Linked DNA regions of Drosophila melanogaster: region 1 is linked to region 2. A link is a contact called in public HiChIP or PLAC-seq data. All regions are on one chromosome and are shown on one strand. Each heading gives the region's core, a stretch centred on a gene start, on an enhancer-like site or on the middle of the called end of the contact. The rest is flanking DNA. Distances are from core to core; before and after follow the strand shown.

Evidence for each region. HiChIP or PLAC-seq counts read pairs in DNA pulled down with a chosen protein or histone mark.
Region 1: a contact with region 2 is called in a Psq HiChIP or PLAC-seq map of the Kc167 cell line, with 4 times the contacts expected there. The contact joins the promoter of mthl5 here to the promoter of Lk6 in region 2. A contact is called at or near these places in 6 of 107 Hi-C or Micro-C datasets (the Kc167 cell line, the S2 cell line, the Sg4 cell line and 1 more) and 2 of 6 datasets of contacts at active chromatin or transcription factors (both in the Kc167 cell line).

Annotation. Positions count from the first base shown.
Region 1 is chr3R:11,884,088-11,889,185 of dm6, reverse strand. mthl5 (methuselah-like 5) reads left to right here and starts at 2,018. Exons shown (of 6, transcript NM_141869.3): 1 at 2,018-2,603; 2 at 3,647-3,771; 3 at 3,835-4,005; 4 at 4,063-4,244; 5 at 4,303-4,803; 6 at 4,865-5,098. The coding sequence starts at 2,351. CG31368 reads right to left here. Exons shown (of 8, transcript NM_206476.3): 4 at 1-692.
Region 2 is chr3R:11,762,945-11,768,660 of dm6, reverse strand. It overlaps Lk6 (Lk6 kinase), which reads left to right and starts at 4,204. Exons shown (of 6, transcript NM_143729.3): 1 at 4,204-5,177. The coding sequence starts at 5,015. l(3)neo38 (lethal (3) neo38) reads left to right here. Exons shown (of 6, transcript NM_001043243.3): 6 at 1-3,623.

The DNA.
Region 1 (5,098 bases), core at 769-3,268, 120 kb before region 2:
TCGCCAAGATGAGGTTTGGCCACTTCGACAACGGCAAAGCTGGCAATGGGCAGAGCCATTCTTGCCCAGCCACCGAACACAACATCGCCATCTTCGGATTTCCATGGCAACATGCGGCTGACGGCATCTTCGATATCTTGGCGGATTTCATAGGTGGATTCCAAGCGGAATAGGTTAAAGTTGCGTAGGAGATAATCGTGGAGAGTCAGGAACTGCAGATTAAGTTTGGGTAGCGCCAAGCAGCTGTCACCGGAGTAATATTCCGAGGGCACCACGTTCTCGTCCCAGATGATCTGCTCCGTGGGATACAGGGGCATCTCGTTTAGCGCCTCCAACTGCGAACAGCGTCGCTCATGTCGCGTAATCAGCAGCTCACGCAGAAATTGCTCGTCTACCCGATGCCAGTCCAAGGGTGAGACCACCTCCTCTGGCACGAGATTCAAGAACGTGGCAATCTGAAGGAGTCCCTTGCCATCCAACCCACCGAAGTGCTGCTCCAGCGACTCCCTGTTATCCACCGTGGCTACGTTGGACAAGGCAAAGACCCGCAGGCTGGGAAACTTGGCGAACACCGCTCGCTGCAGCGAGGTGATCTTCTTGTAGTGCAGCTGGGTCATGTCGTGATCAGTGAGCGAACTTCCAGTAACGTCGTTGATCTCGAAGCGGGTATAAAACTTTAGCATGTCCAGGAGCTGTAGGTATGTTTGTTTTTTCATATTGTTATAGCAATCAGTCAAGAAGTCGTTATATCTAATTAAGAGATATTACAAATAAATGAATTCTCAACCCCCATTTGGGCTGATCCGCTCCTGTTCGGTTTCCCAAACGCGCGTGTTGAATGGAACGTGTTTGTTGTACTACCTGCCATCGTGAATTCTACAAACTCACGCAAACATTGAGCGTTTCTCTTGCCTTGCCAAGCTCTCTCTCTCTCTTTCTTGATTTCAGCTGCACTACAGGTATTCAAAGCCAGACATACTATGTAAGCCAAGCCGGTTGGTGTACCCCAAAAGGTTGATACGTCATCATTTTGGGCAAGACCACTCACACAGTTGCACCATTTAAGTTTGGCTATGTGTGCGAGAGAGGTAGTGCTAATTAGACCAGCCAGGTGAGCGGAAAGCGGAAGTCCTTGCCGTTGGAATGGGGGGACTTTCCCTAAAACCCAATACATGCGTGTGTGTTCAATACAAATCTGTGTTGAAGGTTAGCTGAAGGGTGTTGCGGACTAACATTTAACTAAGGGAAGTCTTTAAAGAAGACTTCTTATCTTCCCTTCCATTTCAGAGTTTGTGGAGGTGCGAGAGGACAAGTGTGATGACAGGCCACGCGTCAATAGGGCATTGCACACAGCTGCATCTTATCGCACCGCATCATCAAGCCTCATCCTGGTGCAGGAAGCGAGGGGAGGGGGAGCACTAGAGTGCGCTGGAGGAGCAAACAAAGCCGTCGCACACTCATACGGGCAGACATTGCCGGTTCCTGCTTCACTCGCACGGACTACTTGCTCCAATTGATAATTTCCGTCGCTCAATTTAAAAAAAGAGAGCACGGTGATGGAAAGAGGGCGCGAATTCAAAGCCTTGCTTCCACATTTTATACCCTCGATGGATCAAAGGGTATTATACAACGCTACTTTTGAGTATATAGATCTGTTTGCGTGCAATCTGTTTCAAATGCAATAAGTGAGTAACTTGAAATTGAAATAGCATTTAGTCATATAGAAACCGTAGTAAGCCTACATAAATGTCTAAGTACATTCCCTACTATGTCTTCTTCTACATTTGATAGCATGCCTTAAAAAAGTATTAAATCGGAAAATAAATAAGAACGGTATTATATGTGGGTTTAAATTCCTTCAGGCAGGGCAGTGAATAGTCGGTGCACTCGGGTACAACGCTCAGTCTGGTTTTCAATGCGAGAGAGGGAGCTCTTTGGTGGGGGTTGAGCGCTGCTCTCGCAACTCTCCACTCTCTCGCCGCCTTAGTGACTCGATATTAAGAGCCGGGGACAGAGAGTCATTCGCTTTTTGTCGTCGCTTCGAATCGGTTGATGTTGCTTCTTCAATTTTTATTTCGTTTTGAATACTGTTTAAAGAGGAAGTAAAGCGCGCATTGTTTATTAACCGAATACGAGTCTGAAACCCAGACGAAAGTGCCTTTGTGGGTGTGTTGATACAAAAAAAAGTGTCGCCTTACTTGAGTTCTGGCATGCAAGTCATGATCTTGGCTCACAGCCGGCACCTTGATGACGCATTTCTTAGCAAGCGCAGATCCACATAAACACCAACGACAACTGCCTTTTACCTGTGTATTGTATTTGTATCTGTGTCTGTGTTACTAAGCAAAAGATGCTCGTAAAAACGCTTGGCGCGCATTTTGCAGCCGGGCAAAATGCAAAAAAATGCAGCTGCTGCGCTCTGCTGATTTCCCTGCTCTGCGTATTACTTCTTAGTCTAAACCCTTTACCAGTAACCAGTCATGTCACTAGCGCCGGATCATCAACAGCCCTATCTTCCGATCCCAACCTAGTGCTGGTCAACAAATGTTGCGAGAAGTTCGAGATACACGTGGACCATGAGTGTCAGCAGGTCAATGAAACGGGTAAGTTCAACAGCTGGCCAGGCGGAAAACTCCTAGTCGCTCGAAAAAGTTGCCATAACAACCACAACGAAGTTGGTTGGCCATTCAACTTTATGGATTTTCCCTTCTGGCATGCAACATATGTATGCCCAACATTAAATGGCCCATTTGTTGGCTATCAGTGGATCAGTGGAACGAAGCCAACAGCTAAATATCCCCAACTCCACAGTTCGCACTCCCCCAAGAAAGTTCTTAAAACAAACAGAGGGTGGCCCCAATCCTGATGAGAAATATGATTTATGCTGTGGGGCATGTTTCTGTTTAAACTATAAAGTAGCCACTTGATGAGGGATTCCCAAATCGGGAATATTATCTCTTGGAAGTAAAATGAGGCAAAAAATCCATTAGTAAGGTAATATAAGATGCTTCTGTTCCCCATAAATGCGAGCCCTGGTAATTAATGTTTGTGGAGCTAATGGTGAATATAGTGATATATTGCCTTGGGTGAATGTTTGACAAACAATCGCAACAATTGTGGGAAATAGAAAAGCGTACTCTAGCATCTATATCGATATTCTAGCTCGGACAACTAAAACTGGATAAAACATTTATGACCATGGATCGGCCATATAGGTGACACATAAAAATGTAACTATTACTGATAGTTGAATCATTGCATTGTACTGATCTCATCCGATTTTAATTGTAGTCATTTGAGTAATCCCAATACTACAATACAACAGGGCACATAATCGCAACATGCAATCTAATTTCCGTGTGCTTAGCTATGATTAACATATGAATGGCTGAGTGGAAAAAAATGTATCCGAACTCCGATAATTGAAGAAGAACCAATCTGCACAAATTGCAAAACCAGCTGATGAAGGCGCATGGAACAGCTCAAGTTCTTTGCCCAGAAGCGTAAATATTTATATTCGCAGAGAGAAAAGAAAATCTGGCTCCCCTCTGATCCACCAGCCGCAACAAAAGCAGCGTTAACTTGAACTGCCTTTATGATTTTCCACGGTCTGTGTTCTCTATTTATCGTCCGTTTCCATTTGCAGACTACTTCCAGCCGATGTTCACCAGCTATGGAGGAGAGCAAAACAGGCCCGTTAAGTTCAAATTCGTCATCGGGATTCCAAATTGTGGATCCATGCAGATGTGGCCAATATACCACTATGCTGGCGTGAGTTTGAAGTTCTTTGCATAGAAACTTTTAGATACTTATAGATATTTTTATATTTTCTAGAGCTCTGATAAGCTAGTGTTACTGGATGATGGGAGGCTAAGGCATTACACCAATGCCGAAAACGAAGCAGAGGAGCGTCATGGAATACAATCGGATTATGAGGAGGATATTGCCGGCAGTCTGGAACCGCTATACCATGACTACGATAAGGGATTGTATTGCATTGACAAGGTAAGAGTAGCTAAAGTCCACATAAATTGCATGGATGATCATAAAATCCATTCGCAGGCCACTTCCAGTACTGGAGAGGAAAATGTGCTATTCGCCAACATTTGCTTGGCCCGCAAGGAGATCAAGTGGAGTGACTCAAACTTTCTGCTCCGCAAAATCTTAAACCCAATTTTCCATGGCATCTCGCTTGTTATCCTGCTGGTCATCGCCATCATCTATTTTATACTTCCTACTCTCAGGTGAGCAATAGTTTGAATTTGACTTGCTTCATGCGTTAATTTTCAATCCATTCAGCAGAGATCTGGTTGGTAACATTGTGACAACGATAGCCATGTGCCTTATGGTAAGCCAGGCAGCAGACCTTGTCAGAATTTTCACCGAGCTGACCAGCCATGTGAGCTTCATTGTGGCGGACATTATCCTGTGCTTCAGCCTCTTGGCAGCTTTCTTCTGGCTGAACAGTTTCGGTTTTTACATTTGGAAGACCTTTCGTTCGAGGAACGTCTTCCTGCGAGTCACGGACGGCAGGAAGTACTGCTATTATTCTGCGTATGCTTGGGGATGCACAGCAACGATGGCTGCACTGGCTGTCTTCGCACATTTCTTCCTCGACGCCGAATCCTACAAACAGGAGCACATGGTGGGCGAGCAAGAGACGATCGGCTGGCTAGGCATATGCATATTCTTTGCTCCAATTGCTTGTACCATTTTGGTAAACATATTCTTCTATGTGACCACCAGGAAGTTGATTAACCGCAGGACGGTATACGGCCGCATTGCGCACAAATTGAAAGCCAAGTAAGTAGATCGGCATCTAGGCATTACATATAAGTATATGAAAACATTATCTTCCTTGCAGTTTTATCATGTTCTCGCTGATGCTGTTAGTAATGTCTATAGCCTGGCTATTCCTCATAATGTCCTGGTTGCAGATGGAAGGCCTGCTTTACGCCCACATCGTAGTTAACGCCCTGCAGACGCCGCTGTTGCTATACATATGCGTGCTGCGCCAGCGACATGTGACATTTCTGCTGAAAAAGACCTGCTGCTACAATGAGCCACCGTCGGCAAACGACTGGGGCGATGAGCTGCA
Region 2 (5,716 bases), core at 2,955-5,454:
CCCAACTCCAATTACAATAACCCTCAATAAACACGAGTTATACTTACTGTATGCAAGTATTAGTACGATTTTGTTTACAACACTTTCAGTTCTTTAGCTTTAGTTCTTTCAGTTGAGATTTTCGCACAAACAGTCGAGCAAAGTATAGCAATCGAAATGTACAAATCAGCAGAATGACAGATTTAAATTCGAGTTTAGTATGCGCATATGTTAAGGGAAGAAAACGCTGCTTAAACGTCGCTTTCGTTTCTTTTTGGGGATCTGTGATCTGTAGTCGCTGCATAAACTAAAAACAAACGAGACGATCGTAGGCGGTCGACAGCTGTTCTAAGAATAAGTTAATATGTCTGCAACCGATTTAATTATATATGTGCAATTTATAATCCTTTTGATTTGCCTTTTAGTTGCCCTCACGGCGCATTTGTTCACTACATTTAATGCTAAATGTGTTTTCCCCGCCGAGACAACGGGGGAAATTGAATTCTTATTGAATTATGCACACTTTTAAGGAAGTAAGAAGCTCTACAAGCGAAATTTGTACTTCTAGTCTTGTATTTTATTTTACCGATAGGCATAGAGCGAAACCCGATACGAGGTCATGTAATCTTAAGCTTTTAAACTTGAATGTTCAAAGGAAAACCTTCGACGCGAGTCACACCAAACACTAAACAGAGAGCCGCAATACGAACTTGCATCTTGGCATGCCCAACTTCCAGCCATCGTCATTGCTTGCAACTGCAATAGCCAACAGTAGACCTATATCCCGCTTACCAATCAATACCGATACTGATACTAATACAAGTACAGATACAGATACAGATACAGATACTGATACCGATAACTGATAACCACAAATAGAGTTAAGAGCCACGTATACAGATACAGCAGCAATAGCCATAGCATTGCAGATAGCACGGGTCAACAAATCCAACAGAATCGCTAAACTTAAACGAGCAATTGCAAATGCAACAGCAACAATAACCGAAAACACAACTGTATAAAAGGATATTTTTATATATAAATACAAAAGAGAGAGCATATGAAAACCGAATAGGAATAAAGGCATAAAACAATAACCGAAATAAAGTGCAAACACTTCGAGCAAGTGACAACGTAATTTACTGTTCAAATACAAAGCATTTTGAGATTAACGATTAACGATAAAGTAAACGATTTAACAGATCCAAAAGAATACATAGCAATGCGACATATTGCAAAACCTTGTATAGTTATACGAAGCTTCAAACTAAATACGCTAGCCTACAGATACACGCATATAAATACGGATGCAGAATCAGATATTGTAAAGCGAACACTCAGCCACTTGTTTGTTTGTCTCTTTCCTTGTTTGTTTCGATCACTCAATTCAAAAATGGCCCACTGAGCTCAAACTTCAATCCCTAATTGATTTCGAATCAAAGTGTAAGTGGATGTTGTTTCACATTCCAAGTTAAAATCACATTTTAAAGTCTTAATCCGGTTATAGCCTATGGATCTAGTACAAAACACTTGCAAGAGTAAAATAACTTTTCAAATCGTAATTTCTGAAGAGTTTGAGCCAGAGCGACATTTGTATGCATTTTTCACGTTCAAAAACTATTTTTCCGGCACACTTCTTACGAAAAATGTACTTAATCAGAAAGATAACCTTCTTGGTTGGTGCCAAAAACTTGTGTATTTATTTGATCCGGTGCCAGCCAGTTTGGATCAACAGTAGTATACAGTGCGGAACGTAAATGAAACACTTGCAGTGAAGTACAAATATTTTAACTACACACCCACAAGAGAAGAAGCACTCACGACACAGCAGCAGATTGCATATAGACAAGTAAACCGAGGATGTGTATTAGCCAAAAAGTTAATGGAAAAATAAGCGAAACTAAGCAAATCTCAATACAGTTACTACGCCAGAGGGTAGCATATTATTAATGCGTTTTGTTGGCCCGTAAGGCAGAACAATTTGGTAAACAATAACGTAACAACATATAAATAATTAAGCAACCTTCACAGCAAACAAGGAGTTTTTATTTTGCCATTGATTTTCTCGGTCTCACTCACTCTCTCTCTCTCTCTCTATCTATTTTTCTTGACACACTAAATCGAATAAGAAAATATAAAACAATAAGTTTATAAAGAAAAAGTTGCAATAAATGACAAACAAATGAAATTAAATCACTCAGGGATAAAGCCTCCAAAAGAAAAACATAAAATAAAAATGCAATATTTTAAACGAAGTGAAAAAAGAAAAGAAAAATGAAACAAAACAAAAGAAAAGAAAAGAAAAGAAAAATTTAATCTAATGAGGAAGTACATTTTAAAGTTACAAATATTTTAGAATAATACGAGAAGAACAAACTAAAAATGTTTTAGAAATTTGCACAAATTTTGGCATTTTATAAACGCAAAACGAACCATCATCAACCAACTAAAATGCATAACGAACGAACAAACAAATGACGAAATAGATACATATTTTCTCACACTTCATTGGCTTATCGAAGGTATAAAATCGACAATTACAGGATAGATCTAGATCGCAACACAGCCGAACCGACGACGATCGACTTCACAGGCTGCTGGCAAACGGTCCGTGCAACTTTTAGTGCATTTAAATAAATTATAAACACAAAAACAAAAGCAAACACAAAAATGATCGAAGGAGCGTAAGCGAAACATAAGCAGTTCATATTTACAGGAGCTAAATAAGTAATGCGGGGGGTTTGCGGCCAAAGAGAAGTTAAATTGTAGTTAGAGGTGGATGGATTAATACCCTAGGATGGCATTTAGGGCAAGGATCAGACGAAAAGGGCGCGTAGCATTACACCTTTTACATTAAACGACGATACGATGCCGCGCATCCAATTTGAAACTGTACGTATTGAATTTATGTTTAGTGTCTGCAGCATGCGGGGGATGTGAAGGAAGGAAGGAGGGAAGAAAAAGGATCGACGGGCGAAGAGCTAAATACATTTAAGGGTTAGATTTTCTGCGAAAGGACTGAAGTTAAGGCAACGTAGCGTTTAAATGCAAAATTGAATTGAATTGAATTGATGACGAAACCGAGTGTTATGGATAATGGAGCGTGCGCGAATGCGATTGGTGACGAAAATTACTTGTTTTAAGGCTGGACTTATGTAATTTCGAGCAAAAACGATAGTAGCGAAACAAAAACATGTAAAATGCAGATATAATATTTTTATAATTAAAACAAAGGTACCCCCACCCCACTACCCTTATCTTAATATGTTTAATTCAACTGCAATTATCGTTAAAGACGTATTTACTGTTTGTGATCCAAATTCATTGATTAAACGTAAACTACACAAAGATACAATTGTTGCATGGGCAAGGTTTGAAGTCCGGGTTCGCAAAGTACCCACAAGTACTCGATCCCCGGGTCTCAAAGACGAGGAAATCACGAGTCAATAAGCCAGGTTTAAAACTTGCAGGTGCGTCGTCAATGGCTCGCAATATTTTCCGGTCGGGCCAAATCCGAAAATGGCCTGCCCGAAAATTATACACACCTTACAGGACCGAGTGTTAAGAGTACTTTTGGACTCTCTGCGAACCCATAGAAATAGAGCAGGAACAGTAAATTGTACTTAATTGAAAAATGATATAATAAAACACCGCCACTTTGAAATATATTTACTTGAATCAAATAATATTAATGAGTATATATAACTTTGTACTTGAATAATATTTTATTTATATTTACCTTAAGTCAATAAAAATTCTAATAAATTATAATCACCCAAAAATGCATTTTGTTCAAATGTCGAGGGGAGTTCTTTTCAACTGCTGATTGGAAAATTGATGCCTTTTATTATTGATATTTGCGAATACTGATTGACAAGCTGCGAACCTTGAGTAAACGTATTCTTCCCAAAAATAAAATATAAAATAAATAAAGAAGGCTAATAAGTTTCATAGTGGGGTGTAAATTAAACAATTCAAAAGAACCGCCCAACTGTGGTTTATAAGCTTGGCGCACTACGCCAAGTAAAATACATGTAGAAAACGTGACGGCGTTGCCACTCTTATTGTATTTAGCTAGTTTAACCACCAAATAAACAGCGAAGTTCTCAACCATATGTGAGTTGCGTAGCCATACTACATTTGAAGCAAAAAACCCTAGTGTCGCTGCCGTCTTGTGGTATTTTCGTTGGCCCGAAAAACGGTCCTACCAAAATGGTACCTCCGGCCACACGGATGAATTCGTCGTCATTCGTCGGAATCATTCGAACTTTGAAAATGGATCGGTAGCTGGGAAGGAAACTTAAAGCGAAATACGCAAAGAAAACGGCTTTTGTCCGCTATTCAGCGATTTTTTTTGTGTTGTAATCAGCAGAGGAAATTTTAACGACCAACTCCACCGCCACACCAGCCATCTCCAGCAGCTCCGGAAAATAAAATAGAACTAAATTAACGCCTCCATCACTACAACAACCATCTCACCAACAACTACAAGAGCAACAACCACAGCAACAGCACTACTGCACCAAGCCCACAAAGAAGAGGTGAAACGCAAAAATCGCAATACCCGAAGAAAAAAACAAAAAATATCGCAGATAACCGAAAAAAGCGGTGCAAATAGATAAACCCCATTTTTTGCTTGAGCTTTTTTCGCCTGTGTGATGAGAGAAATCAGCAGCAGCCATCGATTACAACAACAACAGCAGCCACACCAACGACGACTCAACCACCAAACCAAGAATAAATAAACAGCGGAGAGCGATAGATAGAGAGAGAGAGAGAGAGGAGCATCTGCAGCAGAATTGAATCAGTTTTTTCATCAACCGCCGCATTGTATTAAAAACACAAAAATCCCATAGGCGGCCACCATTTTGATTTTGAATGAACTGAACGAGAAGAGAGGAAAGAGCACGAGAGACTGAGAAAAACTGCTGCTCATTTGTTGCACCGTAAACCCTTTTTCCAGCTTGTAAGCACTCTGCCTGTCTCACTCTAATCGCGTCCAGGAGCACCGTACAGTAACAACAACAGCAACAACATGGTGGAGCCCAAGTCCGGGACAGCTGCTTCTGCCGCTGCTGCGAAAGCAAGCAACAACAATAACAACAACCACCCCCGTGGATCTGGGGACAGCGGCATCCGGAGTGGCAGCGGCATTTCCTGCAGCAACACGGACAACAGCTGCAGCCAGAGTCAGTCAGGTGAGCAATTTGAGTTTCTAGAACTCTGGGAGTTTGACACTAAATTCCCATAGCTGAGAAGCAAACTGTGATGCATGAGATATATTTTGGAAACCTTCTGAAGAGATTTCGCATATTTGCGCTTCGTGTGTCACCAGTTTAATTTTAACTAGACAACATGTTAACAGAATGATGAAATAATTGCAAATATTTGCTCTGACTGTGAATTTGGCAGCTCTTTCGTATAAATTTGAACTTCTACCTATTGGAAATTCACCTGTATCTCTGTCGTAATATTGTTGTATTGCCTAAATATAAAGTATATTTCGTAGGCAACAGTTATTTGCATGCCAAAAGAAAACAAAAGCCTTATTTAAGCATATAATTATTATTTTGAGAATGTGACAAACGTTCTTTGCTTCTTAAAGTTGTACCTATAAAATACGATTTGTAGGATATTTCTGCTAAAATGCAATGGTAAAAAAAAGATATACGTTAATGTAATATTTTGTATCGGAAGTTATACTTCCTCTAAAGTTCCTAACCATATGTATGTATTA